4 separate regions of the Mus musculus genome follow, and regions 2, 3 and 4 are each linked to region 1. A link is a contact called in public ChIA-PET and HiChIP or PLAC-seq data. All regions are on one chromosome and are shown on one strand. Each heading gives the region's core, a stretch centred on a gene start, on an enhancer-like site or on the middle of the called end of the contact. The rest is flanking DNA. Distances are from core to core; before and after follow the strand shown.

The links. ChIA-PET counts read pairs in DNA pulled down with a chosen protein or histone mark. HiChIP or PLAC-seq counts read pairs in DNA pulled down with a chosen protein or histone mark.
Region 2: a contact with region 1 is called in an RNA polymerase II ChIA-PET map of memory CD8 T cells, with 46 read pairs. The contact joins the enhancer-like site here to the promoter of Setmar in region 1. A contact is called at or near these places in 2 of 39 promoter capture datasets (embryonic stem cells and pre-B cells) and 3 of 115 datasets of contacts at active chromatin or transcription factors (embryonic stem cells and memory CD8 T cells).
Region 3: a contact with region 1 is called in an RNA polymerase II ChIA-PET map of memory CD8 T cells, with 13 read pairs. The contact joins the enhancer-like site here to the promoter of Setmar in region 1. A contact is called at or near these places in 2 of 39 promoter capture datasets (the C10 cell line and embryonic stem cells), 4 of 115 datasets of contacts at active chromatin or transcription factors (embryonic stem cells and memory CD8 T cells) and 1 of 9 other capture datasets (embryonic stem cells).
Region 4: a contact with region 1 is called in an HNF4G HiChIP or PLAC-seq map of pancreatic cancer cells. The contact joins the enhancer-like site here to the promoter of Setmar in region 1. A contact is called at or near these places in 1 of 39 promoter capture datasets (embryonic stem cells), 9 of 115 datasets of contacts at active chromatin or transcription factors (double positive thymocytes, embryonic midbrain, embryonic stem cells and 2 more) and 1 of 9 other capture datasets (embryonic stem cells).

Annotation. Positions count from the first base shown.
Region 1 is chr6:108,061,574-108,068,080 of GRCm38.p6, forward strand. It overlaps Setmar (SET domain without mariner transposase fusion), which reads left to right and starts at 3,472. Exons shown (of 2, transcript NM_178391.4): 1 at 3,472-3,666. The coding sequence starts at 3,508.
Region 2 is chr6:108,550,814-108,557,320 of GRCm38.p6, forward strand. It overlaps Itpr1 (inositol 1,4,5-trisphosphate receptor 1), which reads left to right. Exons shown (of 62, transcript NM_010585.5): 62 at 1-303. Among named protein-coding and RNA genes, the nearest start is that of Gm44040, 18 kb to the left of the region's middle. Within about 2 kb of position 2,453, at least 38 of the 459 cell types and tissues checked have an H3K27ac peak or open chromatin away from gene starts, as enhancers often do. A contact at or near this core is called in memory CD8 T cells, where this site is marked.
Region 3 is chr6:108,463,562-108,470,068 of GRCm38.p6, forward strand. The region is part of intron 44 of Itpr1 (inositol 1,4,5-trisphosphate receptor 1); the gene reads left to right. Gm35165 (a long non-coding RNA gene) reads right to left here. Exons shown (of 5, transcript XR_869349.3): 2 at 4,784-4,948. Among named protein-coding and RNA genes, the nearest start is that of Gm35165, 5.8 kb to the right of the region's middle. Within about 2 kb of position 2,845, at least 72 of the 459 cell types and tissues checked have an H3K27ac peak or open chromatin away from gene starts, as enhancers often do. A contact at or near this core is called in memory CD8 T cells, where this site is marked.
Region 4 is chr6:108,441,824-108,448,330 of GRCm38.p6, forward strand. The region is part of intron 44 of Itpr1 (inositol 1,4,5-trisphosphate receptor 1); the gene reads left to right. Among named protein-coding and RNA genes, the nearest start is that of Gm35165, 28 kb to the right of the region's middle. Within about 2 kb of position 2,933, at least 102 of the 459 cell types and tissues checked have an H3K27ac peak or open chromatin away from gene starts, as enhancers often do. A contact at or near this core is called in forebrain and pancreatic cancer cells, where this site is marked.

The sequences.
Region 1 (6,507 bases), core at 2,222-4,721:
TGGGCTTACATGTTTAATGGATTTTTATATAGCTAGGACTAAATTAACACAAAGGGACCAAACTTTAATAACACCCATCTTTGCTTTGAAATCTATGCGGAGATGGGTTGGCTCTGCACTTTACACTAGACCAGAAGATCCCATGAAGTACTGACAGTACCTTTAGAAAAACAACTTCTATTTGTATATCATAACGTCTGAGATAGTATGAAAATGTTGACCATCTAGAACATGAAGTGAAAAATAAAAATATGTAAGTGTAAGTTCAAGCCATGATTTTCAAGGTCAAGCCCAGCTTTTCAAGGTCAAACCCATCCTCAGAGCCTTAAGGCTTGAATTCACCTAATACTAAATGCATTCATCTTTACCATGAGTGAAATCAATTGCTTTCTGGTGATACTACAGGCTAAATAAATTAATAATTTCCTTTTACCTCTTCACCTTTATATCATAGTATATCATTATTACACACACTATCTAGTATTCAATCCCAAATATTATAGCTAATTTGCTAACTGCAATTAATCTTTATGTTTTTTGTTGTCTTATCAACAAAAGAAGTAATGTATTTCATTATACAAAACTGAAAGGATAAAATGGGACAATAGATAAGATGGTTTACTCTGCTGAAAACATTTAATATCCACAAGGGCACAAAAACACCATCATGATTTTGTAAAATACAATTCTCAAACCATTTTAATTGCTTGCTGTATTTTTCTTTGTGACCCACATGCCATACATTATAACATAAAATTTTAATTGCTAAAAGACATGATTTTCTATCTAATTGATATTACTTTTTTAATCTTCTTTTTGTTGCTATCGTTTTTTTTAATAACTAGGTTTTATATTGTAGCCCAGGTTAGCCTCAAACTTGGAGACTATCCTCCTGTCTTAAAGACATCTCAATAGATTAACAAGAATCCTTGTCCTACATTTGAATCATCCTCTAAGAAGATGAAAAAGATCACAGACAACTCTGTGACCTACTGAAGGTATAGCTTCAAGCCCTGCTCCCATAGGAAAGGGCACATGTGACATCTCTGTTAGTGGCTATGGCACTTGTCCTATAAATTGCTTTGAGCCTGATGTCAAGTGTGGCCAGAGATTGCACTTTGATCCTGATCACTTAGATGACTCTAAAACAACAACAACAACAACAAAAAAAAAAAAAAAAAAAAAAAACTAAAACCCATGATGGGTGTTCCAATGACCATGTTATGGCTACAATGTAAAACCTAATTATAAAATTCTAGGGTCTCATTTCTTCCCTGGTCTATTAAAGTCATCTTTTTAAACTATGCTATTCTCTATATCCCCAATTGTTCTTACTGTCATTGCTACAGTTTGAAGACAGGTTTCTAATTATTTCTATTGCTGCTTAAAACTAGAACTAAGTAAGAGGTGATAAAAATGAAAACTACTATGAAGATAGAACCAAGACTTGAGCACAACTATCTCCTTATTATGCCGGCCGGGGGGATGGGTGGGAGGTAAGGACGCTCTCTGCTTGCTGCTTGGATGCTCTGTTAGATTACCAATAAAAGTTTGTCGAGGAGTCAATTAGTTCTAGTCATTTTAAGCTTAAGGATCCTATAAGTCAGAAAGTAAAAGCATCCTATATTCATAACTGAAGTAGAGAAGAAGCTAAGGGCTGGAGACTGCCATCCTAGTCCTTTATGTCTGAAACCATATTGGCAGGGGAAGGTCATGCACCTGACCTGGCTATGCCAAAGGCTGAAGGAGGAGGATCCGTTAAACCTACACATCGAGTACAGGCCTTGGCAAAATATCAAGATCCTATCTCAAAATAATGATAACTTCTGGATCCTGGTTGTCTAGTTAATGTTTCTATTGCTGCAACAAAACCCCATGACAGACGATAAATCAAGATAGAGTCACTTGTCACCAAGCTGAAACTAACCTGTCTATGTAACCTTTTGCAGAAATAAAGAACTAAAGAGATAACAGACAAATATCCCAGGATAATAAAATTCCTCTGCCTTAATCTTAGCACACAAACATTACTCTGGTGCTAAGCAATGATTTATTTTCCTACTGTTCTGTATTCCTGCCCATGCCTTACAGGGATAGAGTAACTATGAAAGGACCATTCTTCTTTTGTTTATTGCTTCTGCTTTTCCATCTCTTCTCTTCCTATACAACCAATGCTACGCTCAGAAAATCAGAATGCTTATTCTACCTTACAGGGTGAAATGTTGTCCTTTTTCTAGAATTGAAAATAAAGCCAATTAAGACATTTAGATGCAGTGGTTCATGCAAGTAGTCCTAATAATCAAGAGGATGGAGAGTTCAAAACCACACTGGGTTTCATACTAATAACCTGTCTTGAAACAAATCTAGCTAAATACACACACACACACACACACACACACACACACACACACACACACACCTAAGTATATAGAATATATTTATTTATGCACACATACATTTGTAATTTTTTTCTCTAAAACACAAAGATGAAAAACCTAAGATCCTGCATTTTGTAAAGCTGCCCCGTTTGTATGGATCTGTAACAATTCCAGAAGCTAGAGTAATTTGGTGACTTTCATAGATAACTCAGGAACAGCCTACCTGCAAGCTACTCATCAACTACTCCCTTCTTCCTCTGAAACCTCTAAGAAGAAATGCCTGCTCTGCCGTGAAGGCCCTTTGTCTGCCTGTCTGTCTGTTTGCCTGTGTCATCAATGTATCTTCTAATGAATCTCTTATAAGGACAATCTATTTCAGTGTCCCCCTTTAGCCTCCAAACTTTTGGTCAACAAGAGTGGATGCCCTGTGGGACCCTATTATCACAGAAAGCAGTGAAGATAGAAAATTAGAAGAAGAGGAGGAGGAGGAAGAGGAGAAGGAGGGGGAGGAGGAGAAGAAGGAGGAGGAGGGGATAGAGGGAGAATAAGAAAAAGAAGCAAGACAAGCAAAATGGGGAGATTTGGCAATGTTAACATTTTCCACCAGATACAGAAACTCTGGCGTGATCAGTGAGTGACTCTACTCAAAACAGGTTTTTGTTGTTTTGTATAATGGGACAAGGTGAGCTTACAAGGAGAGGACCTTATCAAAAACAAATTCTGTGCCAGTCACCCAACTTCTCCGCGGGTTCTAGATCTTTATATTCTCTGGACTGTATTTTCTCCCTCAGCTTAGACGATACATTTCCAAACACCTACTAAACCCTCAAAGGCTGAACAAACAACCAGGCTTCACAAGGTTCCCCAGAAAAAAACGAAAACATTTCAAGTTCTCCAAATTTTGTACCTTTTGTGGTTCTGAAATTATCAGCTATGTATCTAGTTTAAAACAGTGGGATCCAGAGGAAAAGCACCCCAACGACGCTGAGGGAGGTATCTCCCTCACCTGCAGCCTGTTGGGACGGAAAACTACAACTCCCATGAGGAAGTAGGGCCGCAGAATCCACAACTCCCAGCATCCTCCCGGAGGCCCAAAATGGTCAGGCGAGTAGTCGAAGCGAGACCATAAATGTCTGCGGAAGGTGTGGAGAAGCTTTCTCTCGAGATAGCAGCATCTGAGGAGGAATCTGTAGCCCCGACAGAACAACAAGATGTAGCGTGCGGCCTGGAGAACTTGCCTGTGAGCTTGTGGCCTTTGGGGGCGGAGCCCAGGCCTAAACCTTTCCAGGTAGAGGCAGGGCTAAGTGGCTGAAAGGGCTGGGGGTGGTGCCCTTTTCTTTGGGGGCGGAGCCAGAGGGCGGCGCTAGAGGGCTGTCCCTTTCCCCCGGGGGCGGGGCCAGTGCCCTTTATATGGGGGCGGAGCTAGAAAGCAGCTCACCGATCTTAGGGGCGGTGCTAAAGGGCCTGTCTATTTCCCTTCTCTCCCCAGGCGGGGCCAGCGCTGTTCTAGACTGGGTTGGAGGGATGTCCTGTAGCCCCACAGGGGCTGACTACAAGACTCCTCTTAATTCTCACCAAGGGGAGCCTGCACCCTTCCATGTTGGGGCGGAGATAGAGGCCTGCGGACAGCCTCCATGGAAGGAACCAGAGAGCTGCTTATATCTTGAGTAGTTGAGGCCAATGCCCATGTAGAGCCAGGTCTAAAGAGCTGGGGGGAGTAGGAAGCTGGGGGGGGGGGGGGTGAGTAGGAAGGGGATTGTTTCACACTTCGCTGCAGAGCAGAATTCCAGGGCTACTCACTGCCCCCGGGGGCGCTAGAGCTCTTTCCTAGAAGCCAAGAAAGAGAGACACATAGCTCCCCCACGTGGTAGTAATTGTCAAATTGGCTGTAACAACAGGCTTCTTCCCCCCCACACACACACACACACCCCACCCCACCCCCGATATTTTTATTTTTTTTTTATTAGCACACGGGGTATCTAGTTTAACTATGGCATTTTTAAAATGTTCATTAGCAAATGTTGATTATACATAATAATGAGTTTTGTGATGACATTTTTCCACATATGCACAGAAGGTGTTTTGATGATATGCACCACCACCCTCTCTGGTCCCTCACCCTCTCCCAGTAATCCTTCACCTTCCTGGCTAGTGCCCCTTTTATCTTTCATCTCGCTGTGGTGAGTGTGTGTGTGTGTGTGTGTGTGTGTGTGTGTGTGTAGGAGACAGAGAGCCAATGAGTTTCATCAAGGTTGTTTACTGGAACTGCAGTCTTCTTGACGTCTTACTATTATTTACTCTTTGAGAATCCCATACAATATGTTTGTCATCCTTTTTCCCTCCCCCAAATCCTCACAGATCCTTGCCCACCTCGCAATCTACCCAATTTCATGTTCTTTCTCTCTCGAGGGGGAAATAAGCTGTTGGTCTGAAAGAAAAGTTCTTAAATGGACAGAATTTAATATTTTTCTTTGAACCTGTAATAAGACCTTAACAAGGATTCTTACCTTATACTGTCTGTAAAATAGCAGTTCCCTAACATGTGTGTGGCAGAGGCGTGACTTTTCAGAAAGCTTTTTCCCCCTGTCTGGCTTGTACTCAGAACTTACTGAGGGATCAGAGAAAACCATCTCCATGTCTGGTCTCGGCTATCTGACATGTAAGAAAGGCTTGGTTATGAATCTCAGCCCCTGGAGTCAAACTTAGCTGAGGTCTCCGCCATGCTGAGAGATCTTGGACACACATAAATTAACTTCTTCAGATCCTCAGAAGCCCTAGAGTTTAAGTCATAGACCCTCTTCTCAGCTGCTTGGGAATTACTGTTCCTAGTGCTCTGTAGGAACTCAATAAATGGCTGCTACCTCAAAGCCCTACTCCACCCTTCAACCCCTCAGACCATGGCCTAAGTTGCTTATGGAATAGGGAAAGACCAAAGATGCTGGCAGAGGGGTGCCCCCTCGGATGTCAGACTTAAGAGTATGACTTCAGCATCTTACCTACTCCACAGAGTTTGTTGTTTTCGAAGTGAAAATAACTTTAAAATTGTATAGCTTTCCCCCATCCAGAATAAGAACAAATTAGGGCTGCTCTTTCTTCCTTCTAGGATTTTATGAGCAGAAAATGGGATAATACATTCTATAGCAGATTTCAAAAGGTGAAGCAGGATTTCAATGTGAGAAATAGCGCCCTCTCATCTATGACTCATAGCCAGCAACACACATCTGCATTTGCATTGACAGTTTATTAATAACACAAGTAGATAATACTCCATGTACCAATGAGCTCTTAAGGCTTGGTCAAGATCAAACATTCCAGGATGTCTGCGAAGACCACCTATTTTTTTTCTTTATTCATCAAATAGTCGAGTGACTATAATATACCAGGCACTGTATTAGACGAGGCCTAGAAGATGACATCATTTGATTGAAGAAGACAGCATCCAGTTGCTTTTTTTTTAAGCTAGAAGTATCTAACATGAAAGAAAAATATTGCTCCATTCTTAAGTAACTCCAATAAATACTCATTAAGAACTAAAAGTATGCCAAGTGATGAGTTGGAATACAGAGAATAAGAAAACATGCCCCCTGCCCTCAAAGCACTAACAGTGTGATGATCCTACACTCAATTTTAGCTCGTTGTGCTACTGAATAAAAGTGTGTGTGTGTGTGTGTGTGTGTGTGTGTGTGTGTGTGTGTTTCTTTGCCATCTTCTCTAAGGCCTATCTATAAAAACAGTTGGTCTAATGCAATCTCTTAATTTAGCCTACTTTATTTTATGTGCAAAAAAATAACTAAGAATAACTTAATTAGCTAGACACTTGCCTATAATCTCAACACTAGATGTGGAAACAGGAGAATCGTGAATGTAGGAGCCAAGCTAGTCTTCATAGCAAGACCCCGTCTCCAAAGCTAGTTCCTAAGAAAGTAATTCAATGACAAAGTGCTTTATGCTCAAGTTCCTGGGTTTGCTCTCCTGCAGCATCAAGAAGTTGAAAGATTCTCTATAAGTATCTTCTTTAAACTCCTTACAGTCATTAGTGTCCATAAACTCAGGGGATTTGATGTACTAATCATAGTTTCCAAATTAAGTCCTGGTCTATTTTTTAAGAGGAGGGAGAAGGGGAGAAGAA
Region 2 (6,507 bases), core at 1,203-3,702, 490 kb after region 1:
CTGTCCCCTTAGGATGCATAGCTGCCCCTAGGGTACGTAGCTGAACACTGACAATGGCGTTCTTCTGAAAGAGCCACGTTTGGGTTTTATTTCTTTGTCACATGATTTCTTTTCTGGATGGGTGCAAAGTATCACAGGAAGTGTTTTCTCTCTGTCGCCTTGTTTTGTACCTGGGTCTCGCTTTACTAGACCGTCTCTGCACAAAAGTTTAAAAACTGAACCGTATGCAGAGTTCCGAAGCAAGTCAAGTTTGTAAATGCATACCTAAAAATATTTAATAAACGATGCAGAATCCTATGCAGTGACTGGCTGGTGGCTTTCATTTGTCATTTCCTTGTGGCTTGAGAACGATTCCAGTGTTAGACTTTTCTCCCCATTGGGACTGAGTAAAACTATAGCTAAAAACTCATTTGGTTGCCAGATTAAATCAGGAAATGCTAACCTGATTTTAGAAAATAAACAATTGTTTATATCTCAAGAGAAATCAGTCAAACAAATAACAGAGGGAACTTCATACAGAATTCTCCTCAGTGACTGAGTGGCACCAGGATGTCAAAGGCACTTGGCATGACACGGTCCAGAATGCTCTGTTTAGTGTGGGCACCTTTAACTTGGCATTTTCCCCATGAAAGGAAGGATCACTAATCATTGGATTTGTTGGTCCCACTCCCCGGTGATCAGGCTCCTATCACAGAGCATTTATGATGTTTGTCTTGTACTAGGCTCATTCTTCCATCCAAATAGAGAAAATGTGGTCCTTCCTGAAGCATGGCTGGCTCCGGCTGCTCTTTTGACGCCTATTGACTGTGCTTTGGTAAATGGGACTAATTCTCACCCAGCTCAGAGAACTGGGTCAGGATTAAATTCCATCTCAATGGGTAGTTTCATAACTTACACTTTACTACATAAATTGGGTAACGTAAGTCAATTTTCCAGTCAGTTTAAAATTTTCCACCATAAGGTAAGCCTACGAGAGACACGTGGCTTTTTGTCTAAAACCAACATGGCTCCTGTACTCAATCCCATAATACTGTGCGGCCAGCAAGGACCTGCTCTTTGCCCTGGGCTTCGTCTTTGATCTCTCAAGCTCTCCAGCACGGCATGGCTGGCAGTGTACGTTGTGTCTCCCCACGTCCTAGCTGGTTCACTGGAAACTTCTGCATTGACATGTTTAGGTGGCAGCTTTTACAGGTTTGTCGTGTCTCATTTGAATCCTGTCACCAAAGATATAAATCTTCATTCAGTTTGCCAGCTTCAGCAGAAAATAATTGAAACTGGAATGTCACTCCGCCTTACTCGCTGCAGGTCCTACCTTGGGAATGTGGGCGTCAACACCAAAGCTGGTACAGTGTAGCTAAAACAGAATCTGCAGGTAACTCTCTCAGGGCCTCTGAGAGGGCCTTGATTCCACTGCCTCCTCCACACACCACCTTTTCCTACACCTCTGTTTCAAGGGTTGAGATCCAGGTCACCTTCAAAATTACCCTCCACCATCCCCCATGAGGAAGTAGCATTTCCAGGCTAAGCATTAGGTATGACAATGCAGTGTCCATGTGCAAGAAGAAAGCCTTTGTGGCTTTAGTTGCTTAAATGTTTGCCACCATAGCAGATCAAGTTTTGTTTGGGGGTTTGGTTTGTTGGTGGATTGGTGGATGGGATTTGTTGGTGGGTTGGTTTTTGGTGGGTTGGTTTTTGGTAGGTTGGTGGGTTTGGTTTGTTGGTGGGTTGGTTTTTGGTTGGTGGGTTGGAGGGTTGGTTTTTTTGTCCTCCTTAAAGGACTACATGCTCAGTCCACCAAACCAAAGAACAGTAATGAGCCTTAAAAGATGAGCCCTGGAGCCTTCAACAGGGAGAGTAACTTCCTGAGTGCTGGCTCCAACATAAACAGACACCTCCTGACTTCTGCAAGACAGAGCTAGCTCTTCCCAAGTCAGGTGCTGCCTGCCTTTCAGCACAGGGCTAGCCTACTTTAGTAGTCATCTCCTTCTCACTCTGTCCCTGCATAGGAAATTCTACCCACCGATCAGTCATTCTTTTTCAAACCTCTTTCATAAGAGACTCTATAAGCTAGAAAGCACTAAGTGTGAATACTGTATCAAGACTGAAAACCCTGTGGCAGAGATAAGCAACAGGTACACTCCTAACAGATCTGCCTTCCACACCGAGAGATCTTGTACAATACCTTTTACTTAGCCACATCTTTCAAAAGGTGAGCCAATCTCAACTCAATCAAGGGAGCTCCCTTCCAATGACTGTACTCATTGCTGTCCCAGAAGTCAAGTGTTTAGCCAAATCCACTTAACTCTAGTTCACTGATCACTTGTTAACAATCAACTGGGATGTTGGAAAACCCCCATAAAGATTTCGATTTTACAGAAAGTACCCAAAATTCCACTGATTTTGCATCACAAAGTGGTGGTTAAAGTACTGTTTTGAGTAAAACGCACTGTGTGTGGTTTTTGTGGGTGGCTTTAGCTAAGAATGACTATCAGACCTCAATTACCTGACAGGAGAGAGCTATGACGGCAATTATAATTAAGACAATTAGGATCATAACAAATACCTTTCCACCCTTAGCAATAGAAGTCAAGTATAGCATCCCAACACCAATTCAGAAACAACCAGCTCAACACACCAAACCTACCAACATGGACAATTTAGAAAACAACAGTGGATTGTATATGTCACAGCTCACACTATAGGATGGACTGCCTTAATGCTGGACTTCTGAATTCTTTTACGAGTCTCTACATTACTGGAGGTATGACTTGAGGAAAAAATAGCAAGCAGGCAACCTAAAATCCTTTTAAGGTCGTGACAAGCCAGTGTGGAAGAGAATCCTAACACCTAGAAGTGAAACTGCATCATCTACCCAGCCTGGAAAGAAAAAAGAAAGCTAAAAACCACCAGAGAGCAAGAAGGCAGAGTTTGAGAAAACCCCTAAGGTGAATTCTGAACAACAACAAAAAGAGTCCCACAACATGAGTGCGTGTTGTGTGCAGGAACCACTGGTGGAAAGAATTCGCCAGCACTTTTGTGATCACCTCAGAGAGAGAGAGAGAGAGAGAGAGAGAGAGAGAGAGAGAGAGAGAGAGAGAGAGAGAGAGAGAGAGAGAGAGAGAGAGAGAGAGAGAGAGGCCGGGCCCATTTCAATGGAACAATACAATACAGTACACACAAGTGCACAATCCAGGAATGTAAGGTCCTCACTGCTGAATAGCTTGAAGGCACTTCATGCCTTTTTAACATATATGTCACTTACAGGATCTCAGAAGTCTCTCCAGAAGCCTTCTGTGGAAGCTGTCTGGAAGATTTGGTGTTGTCACTGGGTAAGATACCTGGGACACACAAGGCTGGTAGTGGTTCTCAACCTTCCTGGTGCTTCCACCCATTAATACCATTCCCCATGGTGTGGTGACCCCAACCATAAATTTACTTTCATTGCTACTTCATAACTGTAATTTTGTTGCTGTTGTGAATCATAAGGTCTCAGGTGACCCCTGAGAAAAGGTTGTTCAACCCCCCAAAGAGGTCATAACCCACAGGTTGAGAACCATTGGTTCAGAGGCTAAAGGATTGTCTGGCCTCCACAGGCCACAGGGTAGAATAAAAAGACAGGGCCCTTGACAATGAGAATCTTTGTGCTAGCTCAACCACCTACATGTTTTGACTCTGAGAGAGTTAGTCATTTCAATTTTTAATTCTCCCCATTCTAAGAGTAGAGCGCTCTTTCCACTTCCTCCCACAGGTGGTAATGAGCGCAGAGATGCTATGCGGACACCAGGGGCCTGCTTGGTATGCTCCATCCATATTGCCCATTCCTTGTGCCTGACATTTTCTTCTCACACCTACCCACAATCTCAGCTAACTATTGCACAACCAAGCTACTTTCTGTTCCTACTAAATCGCTCTGCTGTTGTTGCTGTGGATCTTAAATCTTTATGTCTTCACATGACATGTTTGGGTCACATCCAGTCATTTTTATTTTAACTATGTTGTAACTATCAGTTTGAACTGAATAATTCATTAAAAAAAAAAAAAAAACTTAGTCACACAGTTCCCAACTTCCGGATAATCGCTCTTATATTTGTGATCACTGGTGAATTTAAAATCTGAGGTGTTTTTTTTTTAAATATCTGAAGCTATTTAACGTCTGGGATCATGGATTTCCTTAGCTTATGAACCTCCCAACCCTGCTAATGAAACAGTTCCTCTTGCATCTGACTCATCCACAGTTTCACTGTCTTTCACTTAACATTTAAATGTAAAGTCTGTGCCATATTGCATGTAACTGTGGAGACCCAGAACTTCCCTTAACAGTTTCAAGGAGCCTAAGAAATTTGCTTACACTCCCTCAGTGAACCTTCCCACTCTAGACCCTAAATCCGATTCCTATTCTGTTTCCTGTCCCATCTCCCTCTTACTCCACCCGTGATGTGGCTATGGTGCTCCTTCCTTCAGTGTCAGTGACACAGGGCAGTGTGAAAAATGGCACCATACTAGGGGAAGAGAACAACGAACAGGAAACCTGTGACAACAGAATGAGAGTTCCCTCCCTTCCTTCCTGGCCACTCAAATAACGAGTTCTCAGCCATTTATATTTGCCCACCATCTTGTTCGACAACAGCAAAACAAAGAAAACCCCCACCTTTCAGCTTCTTCAAAGAAGACATCCACGTGGAAAAGATGACCTGGATTTAACTGAGCGGAACTCTGAGCCTGATAGTCAAAGGCAACCACCCGCCTTCATCAACCATAGACAGTGAGCTAGGCACACCCCAGCTCAGATCCTGACCTTCCACCTCCCTTACCTACCCATCTGGGGATTTTTGTTGTTGTAGCTGTTGTGTGTGTGTGAATACACACCACACAGGTGCACATGCTCATGTGTGTATGTGGAGAACAGAGGATATCCTCTGTCCTTGGATGTCATCCGATATTTTAATTTTTTACATACGGTCTCTCTCTCTGGTCTACAAGTAGGCTAGGCTACTTATCCTGTAAGCTCTAGGGAGCTTCCTGTCTCTGGCTGTCCAGTGCTGAGAGTACACACCTGGCTTTTTCTTTTCTTTCTTTCTTTCTTTTTTTTTTTTTTAATAGAAGCAGCTGGGGTTAAACTCAGTCAGATTCCCATGCTTAGAAGGCAATGGCTCCGCCAACCCAAACTATGTCCCCAACTCGAAATTGAAAGGGTTTTTTAAGAACTAAGGGTGATACTAGTTTGTTTCCTTATCATCAGGATGGAGCACAGTTCCTCCCGAGTGAAGAAGCCCCATGCATGTGGGGAAGTCTTCCCTTCATCTACTTTAGAGTTCTGCAGTCAAGTTCAAGGAGGAAGACTTCCTGAAAGAAAGAATATGCCAGTCACCCCAAAAGAGAAGCATCCTACTAAACTAACAATCCAGCAGCTGCTACCAGATAACCACTCACTACTCAGAATGCCTCTCACCTCAGAGCTCAAAACCATAAACTAAGCTGATCCCTCTACACAAGCAAAGCCCTGCTCTTCTTTCTTGAGAAGAGACAAAACCGTGTTGTGACTTAGCTTAGCATCCAGGAATGTGAGAATTCAGACCCAGCTGTACCTCCAATGCTCCCTGCCATACCACTCCTCATCCAGGAACCCTTAAAGGGAACACTCCACTTGCTCATTGAGTCAGTTCTTAGACAGAGCACACCTTTGGTAGCATAAGAAAATTTTGGCCATTTGGGGTAGTATAAAGAATTGTCTCATTTATTTATGAACTATATGTAAATGACTGAGTCAAATTTAACCCCCAGCTGGATAAAACCAAACATGTTTCAGAGTTTCTGCTAATCCCAGAAATCTAATAAGAACAAACAGACCAGGTGGTGAAATGGAACTGGCTTTTTATTCTGTGCCTTTCTCCTACTATTTAAACTGGACTTCTTACAATTGTTAGTAGGAAGATGATATAACCATTTGAAAACATGTAGCAGATTCTAAAGTGTAAGCACACCTTATTATCCCAAAATCCCACTTCCAACAATATAACTAAGAAAAAAAAAAACATATCTACACAAAAACCTATATGCAAGTCTGGGGATATAGTACTGTGGGCAGATTATTTGCATAGTATGCTGGCTAGTTTTATGTCAACTTGACACAAGCTAAGGTCATCTGGGAAGAAGGAATCATAACGGAGAAAACATTTCCCTCAGAACACCTAGAGGCAAGTGTGTAGAGCATCTTCTTGGTTGGTGATGGATGTGGGAGAGCCTTCCTCACTGTGGTGTTGCCGCTCCTGCGCTGGTGGTCCTAGGTGCTGTAAGAAAGCAAGCCTCACACGGCGTGAGGAGCAAGCCAGTAAGCAGCAACGCTCCATGCTCTCCCGACTGCAATTCCTGACTTAAGTTCCTGCCTTGCTTCCCTTTGATGATGGACTGTAATGTGGAACTCTTAAGCCTGAAATAAATCCTTTCCTCCACAGGATGCTTTTGGTCATGGGGATTTATGATAGTAATGGAGACTCTAAGACCCCTAGC
Region 3 (6,507 bases), core at 1,595-4,094, 400 kb after region 1:
TTCTGAGTTCCAGTTCTCCAGGGCTGGTGTGTCTAATCAAGTATATTTTATTGCCTTGTGGTTTCTGATCTTTGACTTGTGATCATTACACTTGGTGCCTAAGAAAAAGACTCAAGTCCTACAGTAGTTATTGTGTGGTAGTGGCTCTGTTGAGAGCTTATGAGCCCCAGCTCTGGCATACCCTCAGATACCATAAAGAAATTGTTTGGGAGTCAGAGCTAACACATGTATTAAGTATCCTTGCTTCCTGTGGAGTTGTGATTCTTGGTACCTTTCACAGTGATTCTTTACCATGATAGTAGTCTGTGTTTGTATCTCTGACAGAGTTGGAGTATAAGTCTGGGGTGGCTTATAAAAAGCTGTAAGGTATCCAGACTCTGACAATCTCTTGTTCAACAAAGACAAGTTTAACAAAGCAATGGTCAAAGGCTAGAGTGTCAGAAGCATGCCAGGCTAAGTATGGGGGCAGCAGCCGCAAGCACTAGTTGTATGACTTGGCAACTTATGCAACTTGTCCAAAGCTCTGTTTCTTTGTAGAGATAATAATGGCACCTGCCTATGGGGCGGCTGAGGGTTAATAGAGATAGTGCCATACTTGGGTGATGCCTGGCAAATTGGGACCTTTGCTGTTAACTGCCATATAATTTTCAGAAAGGGTCCCTAGGAAGTGGCAAATTCTCAGTTAATCACAGGTGCATGGAGAGCGGCCAAAGGTGTCACCATTGCCTTTACCTTGCTCCACTGGGGAAGACAGGCAGAGTCGTTTGGGTTAAGATGCCCCTCAAGTCCCAGAGCTAGTGTTAAAAGAGTAAAGCAAAGAGTAAAGGTGGCCTGTTCATCAGTGCTTGGAAACACCATTGTTGGCTCACTGCTCAGCCACATCTTTCAAATTCCCGGACTTAGCCCAAGGACTTAATTCATTTTGCAGCAGATAAGTGAAGCACGCCAACTGAACGACGTCATGGCTGTATCAGTCAGGGTCATGTCTTGTGAAAACAGTCAAATGGAAAAAAAAAATCTCACTTTCTGGATTTTCTCAGGGTCCAGAGTTAAGTGTAGAAGGTAGCCCAGCCACAAACGTACAAGTGTCTTTCTTTGGAAAAAAAAGATCAAAGTCCCACCACCACCCTGGCCCTAGGCTGCTCTGCCTGTGGCCATTACCCCATTCTGTACCTGAGATACCCACCAATGGGTTCCTCCAAACTGGGTGACCCAGTGCCTGGGCAGGTCCAAGCAGGCAGCTCATTTTCCAGGGAGCACCATGCTAGCAGAGTCCAAGAGCCTGCCTGTCCTTTGCTTACTGGGCTCCAGATCCTCATTTCAGATGAGGAAGGTCTGTGCCTGCCACTCACTCGTTGTCCTGGCTGTGGATCCAGGTTACAGGAAAGGTATCTGTCTCCCGTGATGATTTTTACCCAAGACCTCAGGCCCGTGGTTTACTTAGGGTTGTTGCCTCTTATACTTAAAAATTTTTAAAAATATCTGGCACACTACAGTTATCTTCCCACTTTCTGTAGGTTGCTTCCTCTCTCTGTTGGATCATAACCTCAGGGCGCCTCTTGTCATAGCATAAGCCGGGCTGCATTTCTTTGCAATGTCTCTCTCGGGTGGAGGTAGCAGGTGGCCAACAGGTTAATTAAGCAACAATTCATTTCCAAGATGGACTAGCAGGTAGTTGTATTATTTTGATTTGAGACCTATCTCACAGGTTCGTCAGCACCCATGACACTCAGTCCAATATGGGAAAACTGACCACAAAACAAGGATTATAGAATAGGATGGATCATCAACTAGGACTCCGGTTATAATTAACCACAAGCTGCTGTGGTCATGGAGAACTGGACTGAGCAATGTCATAGTTTTGTTTCTATTGTTGGGATGAATGCCATGACACAAGGCAACTCAGAAAGGAAAAGGTTTATTTCATCCTACTCTTCCATGTCACAGTCCATCACGGAGGGAACCTGGTGGCAGAAACTGAAGCGGAAGTCATGATGGACTGTTCCTTATTGGCTTGATCTGTTTGTTTTTTATACACCCCAGTACCAATGTCCCAGAATGGCACTACCCACTGTGGGCTGGGCCCTCTAATATCCATCATCAATCAAGAAAATGATTCCCCTTAGGCAACCCCATCTGAGATTCCCTCTTAGGTGACTCTAGCTTGGGTCAAGTTGACAAACTAACCAACACAAGCAGTAAGGAGAGAGGGGTCTTCTTGTGCCCTTCACAAAATCCTTTTCCTGTGTGAGCTCACTTTCTTCATTTGTAAAACATGAAGCGGGGTAGCTAAAAGGGTATTTTGTAAATCTGTGAATTAGTTCCAAGAGCTTGTGTGGTTCTAATGCCACCTCAAAGCGATCCCGTCTGCCCAAGTCTCTCTTATATAAGGTGTCTGTGTATCGAATCGTATTTGGGGAGGGTTATTATGCTGGGCAAGACACTGGATCCTGCTGCTTTCGCCCAGCTCCAGCTATAGTAAGTAGCCTATGATCTTGCTTCTCTTCTCCTTTGTTCTGTTTTGAACCTTAGCTTATAATGGCTGTCGTCACCCCACCCCCTACCCATACCCTCCACCACTGCTTGGAGATGGCTGAGGCCGGCAGCCACTTCCTCACCCTACCCCTGACCCCACTTCCTTCCCTCAAGCATGTCATGTGCAAACCTGCCATACCTCGTGTCTCAACTTGGTGAACGTCTGCCCCCTGAACAAACCCCGTTTCCTCTACTTTTCTAGCCTCTGTTCATGTCTGCCCACCAAGGCTGTCTTCCTGTTGGGCAAGAGTTTTCTGTGGCACTGCCACAAGCCTCTGACCTCCCCTGACCCTAGCACGCTTGTGTGCAATGTGCTGGGTTTAGGAACAATGATATCTATCTTGGCGATCTCTTCAGGTGCTGATGAGACAGTATGTATTAAAAGGGTTTTGGCATCCATCGTGATTTGGAGATAACAGAAGGGTGAGGACAGGTCAGTAAGGGGCAGGCAGATGCCAGTTCCCTCGGGTGACCAGGGATGTTCTAGAAGTGGCCTCATACGTATGTTACCGAAGTTCCCTAGTATTCTGGAACCCAAACAGGCTTGTCTCTTCTATAATATGTGCAGATTTGAAGAGTGGAACTTGATTAGATTTTTTAATGTTTTTATACCTGTTGTATGGCTACAATAACAGATGACCATACACCTAGATGCTTTGGGTTACCAACTTAAGTATCTAACAAGTTAAACATGAATCTTTGTAGAGTAAAATCCAGGTGCCAGGGAGGCTGTGTTCACAAGCTGGAGGCTACAGGGTCCCTCCACTTACTGGCCATTCGCAGGTTCTTCTTACCTGAGCTCCCAGCCTCCTCCTTTAATCATAGCAGCAAGGAACTGACTTCTCCTACCTCCTAGCTACCTTCTTCCATGTTAAAAGGACCTTGTGATATCAACGGGCCCCTGTGGTGATCCAAAGTTGTGTCAGTGTTAAAGGTTGGAGAGTTAGCAGTCATCCCATCGGCTACATTACTTTCTGGTGTAAGGTGCAGTGCGCATTGTCAGGACCCAGGGATGAGCACGCGCATATTTGAGAAACCCACTGTTTACGACATCCATGCAACTGCCGCTCTCATCACGATGGTCCTTCACCCCAGAACATTATCTTATCCCCCTTTTTAACTGTACTTGCCATCATTAGCCACGGAGACTGCCGCCATTGACATTTCTATTGCCATCTGTGTTTCTTACCGTGAGCTAGCTTTATATTGAAGGGTTCGCTCACACCCAGACGGGTGGTACGGAGGAAAAGAGTCAAAAAAAGTAAAATCTCCCTGTGACAACTCTTGGCCTGGGGGAAGAGACAATTCACCGAAATAGGTTCAGTGAAGAAAGCAGGCGTAGGGCCAGGTAGTGCTGAGGCTATAGGGGCTGTGTACCTGTTTGTCCTCATCTTCAGCCCCACATGATGTGAAAAAACATACTGCTTCTCTCTTCTTAGTTACCTCAGAAAGAAGTTTGGTGAATGTGAATAGGCCTGTGAAGAGGGGAAAGGGCCCAGTCTCTTAATGTCTAGATCTCACCATGGAGGAGGCAAGTGAATGGCTCTAGCAGACTCCAGCAGGTTGTCCCAGAGCCCTGTGTGGCTCCATGTCTTTCTTGTCCACTTGGCACACCTTGTTGTGTTGTTGAAGGCTTCTTTACTCGATTCATCATCAATGCTCAGTCCTACCCTCACGGGAGATGCCTGGCCTCCTTCCAGAGACTGGATGTCTTCCAGCTGTCTTTGTTTAATGTGGTCTTCTGAGACCTGAGCCTGTGCTCCATTATGCCCCTAAATCACCACACCTGCATGTGTGTGTCCCGGACCCAGGCGACCTTCTTCCTAATTAGTTGCAGTGTCCGGGGTGTGCTAAGGATTTAACATGTAATGTCTTTTAGGGTCCTGGGAATGAACGCTCAGCAGGAACTTGGTTAAGATGCTGCACAAAGGATTTCCTCCTGGCACCTAGTGAGGAAGTCAGTGCTGTTGACCTACTACGAGGGTGACTCTAAGTCATCTCTGGGCCTTCAGACTCACCAGGAAGTATTAACACTGTACTCCTTTTGCAGTGTGGAGAGTAAGGCACCAGAGATGTGTTTTCTGTGGTGACCCTTGATGGTGGAGCTAAAGCCTGGCAGTGGTCATGGGCTGTGCACTCCATGTGCAGAGGCAGCCCTTTCTTTCACTTGGGTACAGAGAAGTGGGACTGAGACCTGTGCCTTGCAGTGCCTTCTCTCTGAAGAGCCTCCCTTGAGACACCCCATTACCTTCTCCTTTTGATGAGAAAATGCAGAGCTCAAACCATGAAGGGTGGCAGTGGGGGAGGGGACACACGGCGCAGCTCTCCCATCTTCTGCACTCACTACCTCCTTGTTCTCTTCCTAAAGGACCTCCTGCTCCAGGTCCTCAAGGAGCTGACCAAGGTATAAATACTGCAAAATAAACAAGAGTGGCCAGTTGCAGACACATAGACAGAAGTCTCTGCCCTTCTCTCATTTCAGAAGAGCGTCCCTTACCCAGGAGGTGTCAGCTAACATCAGCTGGGCTACCTTCCCCCCACCCCCAAAGCTGAGTGAGCCCTGTGGTTTGCAGCAGGCTAGCTAGCTGTGTGCCACCTCTCCCTGTTGGGAGAGACAGATGACAAGCTCCATTTATTTATATATTTACTTAAGTGGGGTACTTTGTTTTCTCAAATGACCAGATTGTCTCCTGAATACTTCAATTGCATGGGTTACCCTGAGGGTCTGCCGTCAAGTGAACCCCACCCCCACCCCACAATGTCCTTTGATCAAGCAGTCTCTCCTGTGACCCTGGGTGAGAGAAGCTGTTCTGTGGCCTTGGGGAATTAAGGCTCTGCGGTTTGGTTCCCCATTCTCTCAGGGCTCATTTTATTTGTGGATGTGTTGACTTTGAGGGGAACCGTTAAATGTTGGTTTCTGATATTTAAGCAGTTCCTCCAGAATTTATTTATTTTCATCAAGTTTGCTGAATGTAAGAAGGATCTCATTGAGGGGGGTAGTCAAAAGAAGATATAAAACATTAGCTTCTTATCAATCTGCTGTCAAATGGCTATGGAATGCCTGCTATACGCCGAGCCTGGTCACAACATATGACAGTTGCTGGCCTGCATAGAGCTTACACTTCTGTACAAGACAATGAGCAGCTCCACAGTAATTACTGCAGTGAGATTTCACAGCATCTTGCTATTGCGAGAAGAGGACTGGCCATTTGAAAAGAAGCAGTTGACCTGGACGTTGTTTCGGGATGCCTTCATTAAGGCAGAAAGTAACCTGAGTGGGGAGACAAAAAGATGAGGAGGGTCTAGCTGTGGAAAGATTCAAGTGGCGGCATTGAGTGGCTGCCACAGAGCTGTTTGCCAGAAGACTCGGATTTTTTTCCTAGGGTTAAAAGAAGGAGTGAGTAGGTGATCATTAGGGTGAGTGCTGAATTACCGTGTCTTTTTCTCACCACCCTGTCAGTTCATGGTGAGTGGGGATTCAGGTCCCTGTGTTCGTTCTTTCCTGCATCTCTCGTACTTGACAATGTGCCCAGCTCATGACAGGTGCACAATAGCAAGTGGGTGAGTGGATAGAGTAGGAAAAAAGAGAAAAGTAACTGAAAGGCAGTAAAGGGCAGTGGTGGGTGCTCCAGATGTAAGGTTAGTTGAAGAGTCATGGTCTTACAGGACTCAGTGATCACCCAGTCAGGAAGACAGAGATGGGCCTAGATTCTCAGGAGTGACTGCAGGGAGCAAGTCAGAATCAGAGAGTCTGCAAAGGAGTAGCAGATCCTGTGTTGTCAGGACCAGAAGTTAAAATCCATGAGTTAGAAGAAAGGACATGAGCAAGAAAATATAACATAGGCGATTGTTGGACAGATGCTGGTCAAAGGGGTTTGTCAGTGGCCAGAAGAGCCAGGGTACCAGCAACTGCCTGTTCACAGATGGAAGCAGCAGCTCTGTGGGGTGGGTCACTAAGTTGGGAGATGCGCA
Region 4 (6,507 bases), core at 1,683-4,182, 380 kb after region 1:
TACAGGCACAATTATGATATTATGCTAGACTAGAAATGGCATTTAAAATGATTGTTTTTATTTTAAAAATTGTGTGTTTATGAGATAGGTCTCTCCATGTAGTAGGCTTACCTGGAATTCACTGTGTAGACCAGACTCCTGATGATCCTCCTGCCTCGGCCTCCTTAGTTTTAAGCCCTTTAACCATTTTTAACATCCCATTCTGCCTGAGTCTTTCTTTCATTGTGAGCGTACTGAATGAGGCCTTTTTTGGAACTATGTACCTATGAACACAGACTCACACTCATTTTGATCCAAACTTTGTTCAGGTTAATTCATATAATAAAAGGTTTTTCCCCTCTGTCTATATTCGACCTGATACTTTCTTGGCTTTACATTTAAATTCAGAACATATACTCTTAGAGTATCTTCCTATATCAGAAAAGGTTGTTTCTCTCTAAGGATAGATGTGTTCTGGGCCAAGACACTGACTTAGCAAACACAGGATGGGTTAGACTTTAGCCTCTGCTCACTCTTCCAGCCTGGAACCCTGTCCCTTGCATAACCCACTGCAGGGGCCCTTCTTTCTGCCCTCCAATCCCTACTTGACCCAACACACACTTCAAAGTTTATTATGCACAGAGATTTGTGGCAATGAGTTACTCACCCGTGCCAGTGGCAAAGTCTATTGCTTGTCTGAGTAGTCACATGCACACATGAGTTCGTGAGTCATGATATATTGAGACTGCTGTTAAGTTTTATCTGGGTGTGAGAATGGCTGGATTCATGGGCCCTTGCCCTTGTTGGGGTACACTTCCTGCTAGTGCTATATGCACAGTGTCAGGTCCCTGTGTTGCCATGGTAGCAGTGGTCTTAGATCGCCTGTGGTCAGATCAGTTGATCTAAATATCCACTTGGTCAGGCAGATGTTCTACCAGCTGATCCACATGCCCAGCCACCTCCTCGTGTGTGTGTGTGTGTGTGTGTGTGTGTTTTATAAAAGCTTTACTAATTGAAGAAATCTAAGAATTTCTGAGGTTGTTTTCAAAAAAAGAAAAAACTTGAATGTCTAGCAAGGACAAGAAGCTACATGTAAGAACAGAGTCTATGGCTTCCCAGTGAAAAGGGGTTGGGCTGGGGAAACCACTTGTTGACAAAGGTAATGAGGAGATATCTCTAGATAATAGTCAGACAGACAGTCAGACAGATAGACAGATCAGTATAAGGAGATAAGAGTTTGTGAAGAGTTTTCTGGTGACCTGTGCTTTCAAGGAGTGGGCATAGGATTACAAGGTTAAAAACTAAACATGAGGCCCCCAACATGGGAAGATTGGTTAACAAGGCCCAGAGGAATGTGAACAGGATCGGGTCCGCGAGACTGAAGAGCACTGTGTAAGAGAGCATAGAGAGCCCGGATGAGAATTGAGATTTAAATGAGAAGCAATGTACCACACTAAGGAGACTCAAAACTATCATTTAGGGCTCTAACTCTGTCATCAGAGGGTACGTAAGAGACAGTCAGTAATTCACAGTTAATCTACTGGCTGGGCGTTATGGTACACACCTTTAATACCAGCACTTGGAAGGCAGAGGCAGACAGATTTCTATGAGATCAAGGCCTCCCTGATCTACACAGTGAGTTCTAGGATGGTTAGAGCTAAATATAGACAGAGACACTGTTTCAAAAACAAGAACAACAAAAAACCAATTTGGGGTAACCCCAGTCCATGGGAAGTAGATGAAGGAGGAGGGAGCATTCAGTGTAAACCGCTCCACCATAGCAAGTTTAAAGGCCATGAGCCCCGGCCTCACTAAAAACAGGCGCTAGTAATATAGCTCTTAACTCATGTGCACAAGGGCCTGGGTTCCGTCCTCCTCACTGAGGAGGAAAATAAAAAGATACAAATGTGCTAAGTAGCAAATCTGTAGTGTTAACAATGCACAGCTCGAGGATTGATACAGGTAATGAAACTGCAGGTTGTATGAGAGCTATTAAAACAGCTATTTTTTCTGCTGTTGCCATGGAAACAAAAATAAATGTATGTGGAGTATGGGTGGATTGGCTTCACTGTAGTAAGTTTTGTCCTGTCTATACATGCGTCACAATATCATGTTGCATACCTTAGGTATACACAATGAAATTTATTTCTTGAAAAGGTTATATAGCAATGATATGGGGATGAGGTAGTAAGCCCCACCTTCTGATGACTCCGAGAACAACAATACTAGCTAAGGAAAGGATCTATAGGGGGCACAGGGGAGCCAACTGCATGCTAGAAAAACCTTCTTTATCTTTGTGTAGGTGACAGTTATGTGATTGTGTACATGGTTACACACTGAGCTCGAGGTGTGTTTTAACAAGTGATAAAGGAGGGGGGGAGGGAGAGAGGGAGGGAGGGAGGGAGAGAGAGAGAGAGAGGGAGGGAGAGAGAGAGAGAGAGAGAGAGAGAGAGAGAGAGAGAGAGAGAGAGAGAACGAGCCTAGACCTTGTTGGGACCCTGATGCAAGAGAGAAGAGGGATAGACTGCAGTGGGTGAAACTGACACCCTCTGCTGGGGCCAAGTCTGGACCCTGAGACTGAGCTGGCAAACTGAGTCCAGCTGAGAGGAGGGCAGACGTCCCTGCTGTCTCTGGAGGCTTTCTGTCCCAGGAATGAATAGATGCTCTGAGCCACCACGGGTGAGGGAATAAGGAAGCGTGGGGTGGCTCACAGGGATGAGACTGGCTCACTGCTGAGGTGGAATCTGGGGTTCTGGCAAGACGCCCTGTTTCTCAGAGCATCCGTCCTGACAGTGATGGAGAGGCAGACAGAAGCTGTTTTTCCTTGCAGCTCTTTATCTTATTCAGGAATTATGAATATTAGCTCCGTGTTTTCACACACTCATGACTCATGTGCTTTGTCGGAAGATGAGATGCTGCAATGAGGTCTGGTCAGCCACTCCTGATAGAAGCACTTTCTTTCTCTCCCTCTCCAGGGAACCAGGACACCAATGAGTAACTGGATCGGGTGTGGATAAGCTGTAGGCTTTAGCCAGTATGCGTGGACATAGCCTTCAGGTTCTAGCTTATGCTCCCTCTGCCTCACCCCTTTCTGAGACGACCAGGACCCCAGTCTGACCCACTACATGGTATCAGGCCTATGGTTCCAGGGACTGTTCTTCTAGCATGGAGTTGCCTTGAGAGATTCCTGCTTTGCCCCAAGCTTCTTTTCTCTGGAGGAAATAATTTAGAGCTAGGGTTGTGTCTGGGACCAGCTGAGGACAGGAACCCTAAAGACCCAGGGAAGGTGACTCAGAGTTTGGTCTTGCTGGCGAGAAGCCGGTTTAAAGTAGTAAATGACCAGCTGGGAGGCAAGTCTGCCCTCAGTTAGAACCGAAGTGGTGGTTATTAATGATTGCTGAAATAAACGCTGTGATCCATGAAAGACAGGGTCATCCTAACTGGAACTCACTGCCCATTACCACTTCCTGTTCTGTATGACGTGCACGTTCTCATGAAGGACAGCGTGCTGTGGCCAGATGGGTTTCCTGCTTTGTTCTTGCCAGTGCAGGTTGTCAGAAGGACAGCAGAGAGATACAGGCAGGGCTGTGTTTTAGGCTTGTGTTTAGAGTGCCATCGACCTACTCTGATTCGTTCACTGTCTTTATATCAAAAGGAAAGCAGCTTTCAAGTCCTGTATTGTGTGGGGTTCAAAATCTGTCTTTCAGTTCACGTTGCCCTGTCTGTTGTGTCAGCGAGCAGACAGGGACTTCTGAACCCTCGCAGCTTTAAAGCAAGACTTTTGTTTGTTTGAAGTCATATTAGCTGTTTAGTTATTTCCATGGGGAGTCCATTTCTGAAGTCATGAAAATAATTATTAAAAAATAGTAATGATTGGACAAGTGAGCCATAGGATGACACCCGTGTAGCAGGTACTCGGCAATGAAAGTATGCTAAGCCGGTAAGCAGTCAGTAGCTAGGTCCATCTCACACACACTAGGCTGAATGAAAGAAGTCAGTGAGTGTACAGACAGCAACACACTCTAAATTGTATCTATCTGGTTCTTTGGAAAGACAAATGGTGATGAAGACCAGATCGGCCCACAGGGTCAGGGGTCACAGGAGGATTTGGTCAAGTGTAGGAGCACAGGGGAGTATTTGGGGGCATAGGGGTGTTGTGTGTCTTCCTTTCCTGGCAGTCACACAACTTTATATGTGTGTGAAAAATCTATCCAACTGAATACCCAAAGAGACAGTTTGGTAGCATGTGTCAATTGTAAAAATTAGGAGAAGTGAAAAAGATAGGCCTAGTGAAAGGGCCACAGCCAGCTAGCATCCAGCTTGGCTTCCGAGGCTTCCTCTGCAGGATTCCCTTTCATTCAGTGTCTCATCTGAGACTGGCAGCTCCCCTGTGAGGTGTGTACACGTGAACTCTGTGCTGTAAGATGAAACACACTCAAGGAAGTGATGGGTCGGAGCTACAGTTAAACTTCCCATGCTGTCCATCTTTACTGTCTATCACGGAGTAACCTCTTCAGATCCCAGGAGTCACTTGATAGCAGTCACATGCTTCTGTGGGCTGAAGCTCAGCGAAGTGACACTTTCACCCCATGTGGTCTTGACTGGGGCTGAATTCATCAGGAAGTTGGGACTAGAGTCGTCAGCATGGCCACTTGTTTGGCTGTGAGGGTTGGTTCTCAGCTTGAGCTGGAGGGTACTGGTTTTCGGTATGTGGGGCGCTTCTTTCTATAACATGGTGGCTGGGTTCTTTGAGAAGTGCTCGAAGCAATAGAAGTTGAAGCTGTCCATTATTTTCCCCCACTACGATTTATTTTCATTTTTAATTATGTGTGTAATTTTATGAATCTGTGTATGGGCCCGTCCATGTTTAACCTGTCCATAGGTACAGTAGGAGTCCAGAATAGGGCATTGAATCCTCCAGAGCTGTAGTTACAGGTGCTTGTAAGATACCAACCATGGGACCTGGGATTGAAACTCTCAACCACTGAGCCATGGCTCTAGCTCCCATTCCCTCTCCTACCAACACCCAGCTGTGCATCCTTTTAAAGCCTGTGCTCAGACTTGAGGGTGACATGCCTACTACATTCTAGCCATGAACCAACGTGGTTGCATAAGGCCTCAGCCTGCTGTTGGGAGGGAAGCCTGTAGAGGATGAGAGAGGGCATTGGTAGGGCTGTCCCTGGCATCAGTCCATTTTCCTTCAGTTATAATTGACTGTGCACCCCAGCATAGGCCAGTGGAAGCCACAAGCAGGGAAGGACAACACTCTAATCTCTGGAATTGAGTGTAGTTTTTCCTTGGAAGTGCAATCCCTTCTTTGTAGAAAGTGTTGACACACATCTACTCCCTTTGGATGGAGTGTGAAAACTCAGTCTTGTCTTGAGGATCAGGCCACTGGGGACCTCAGCTCTCCAGAAATCCTGGATTTAATTGGCCATACTGTCAAAAGATTTTGTCAGAAGGAAACCAGAACCAATGCCACAGGAACACTTGCTCGGCCCTCTTGTCCTGAAACCCCCATCACTGACCTCTCAGCACCTGGATCCCTGAAAACTGCCAGAAGTCAAGGTTCAACTGTCCTAGTGTAGTGTAATAGACTTGGAGGAACCCTGTCCCTAAGGCTTTCAGAACTTTCTTTCTCTTCCAAGGCTTCTCTCATGGTGGTAACTCTCCTGCCTGGGGCCTTCAAAGCAGCTCTGTTTACAGGAGCGTGAAGATGGTTGCACAGCCCTTGAGCTTTCTGGATGGGTGACACACTTGTCAGGCAGTGGGAGATCAGGCTTATCTTGAAGCCTGCTTCCTGCTGCTTTGTCCCTGATCCAGTGCCAGCCCCCAGAAGAAATATTTCCTTTCTGCTCGATGTTTTGTCGCAAGTGGGAAACTATAAAATAAGCATTTGCTTATGAATTAATTTCTGGCACACACAGCACTCAGTAAGCCTCATGGTGCTGTCTGTATATCCGTCCTTCACGCCCGTGCCAACTTCTGTGTTCCTTCCTACTAAGATGTTCCCACCAGCACCCGGGGTGTGTGTGTGGGGGGGGGGGGGGAGTTCCCTTCGTGTCCTCTTCCCCGCAGAGGACAGGGGTTGTCCTTACCTGGAATGTGGAGGAAGAAAATCTGTCTATGAACTTCCATGACTTTAAAAGGTTAAAAGCTGATACAGATGTTTGGAGAGGGATGTAGCACTCTGTAGCAAACTAAGGGGATAATTTTTTTTTCCTCTTGGAATACTTGCCTCCATTTGCAGAAGCACAGTGATTTTCATATATCAAGTGACTGCCCACGGCTATTCCTCTGCCAAGGTCTGGGTTACAGACACACCCAATGAAAGTTTTCCCTCTGCACGTACACAGTTAGAGGTGGAAAATATGAGGTGCTCTGAGTCCAGAAACCAAGCTGTGAGTTCAGCTGAAAAGAGAGAGTTCCCTGATTCATGGGGCCTTTCCCCGACCACTTTTGAAGGTTGGGTTAAGAAATGAGTCCCAGCCGGTCTGGGATATGACATCGTACGCTATCTGGACCTAT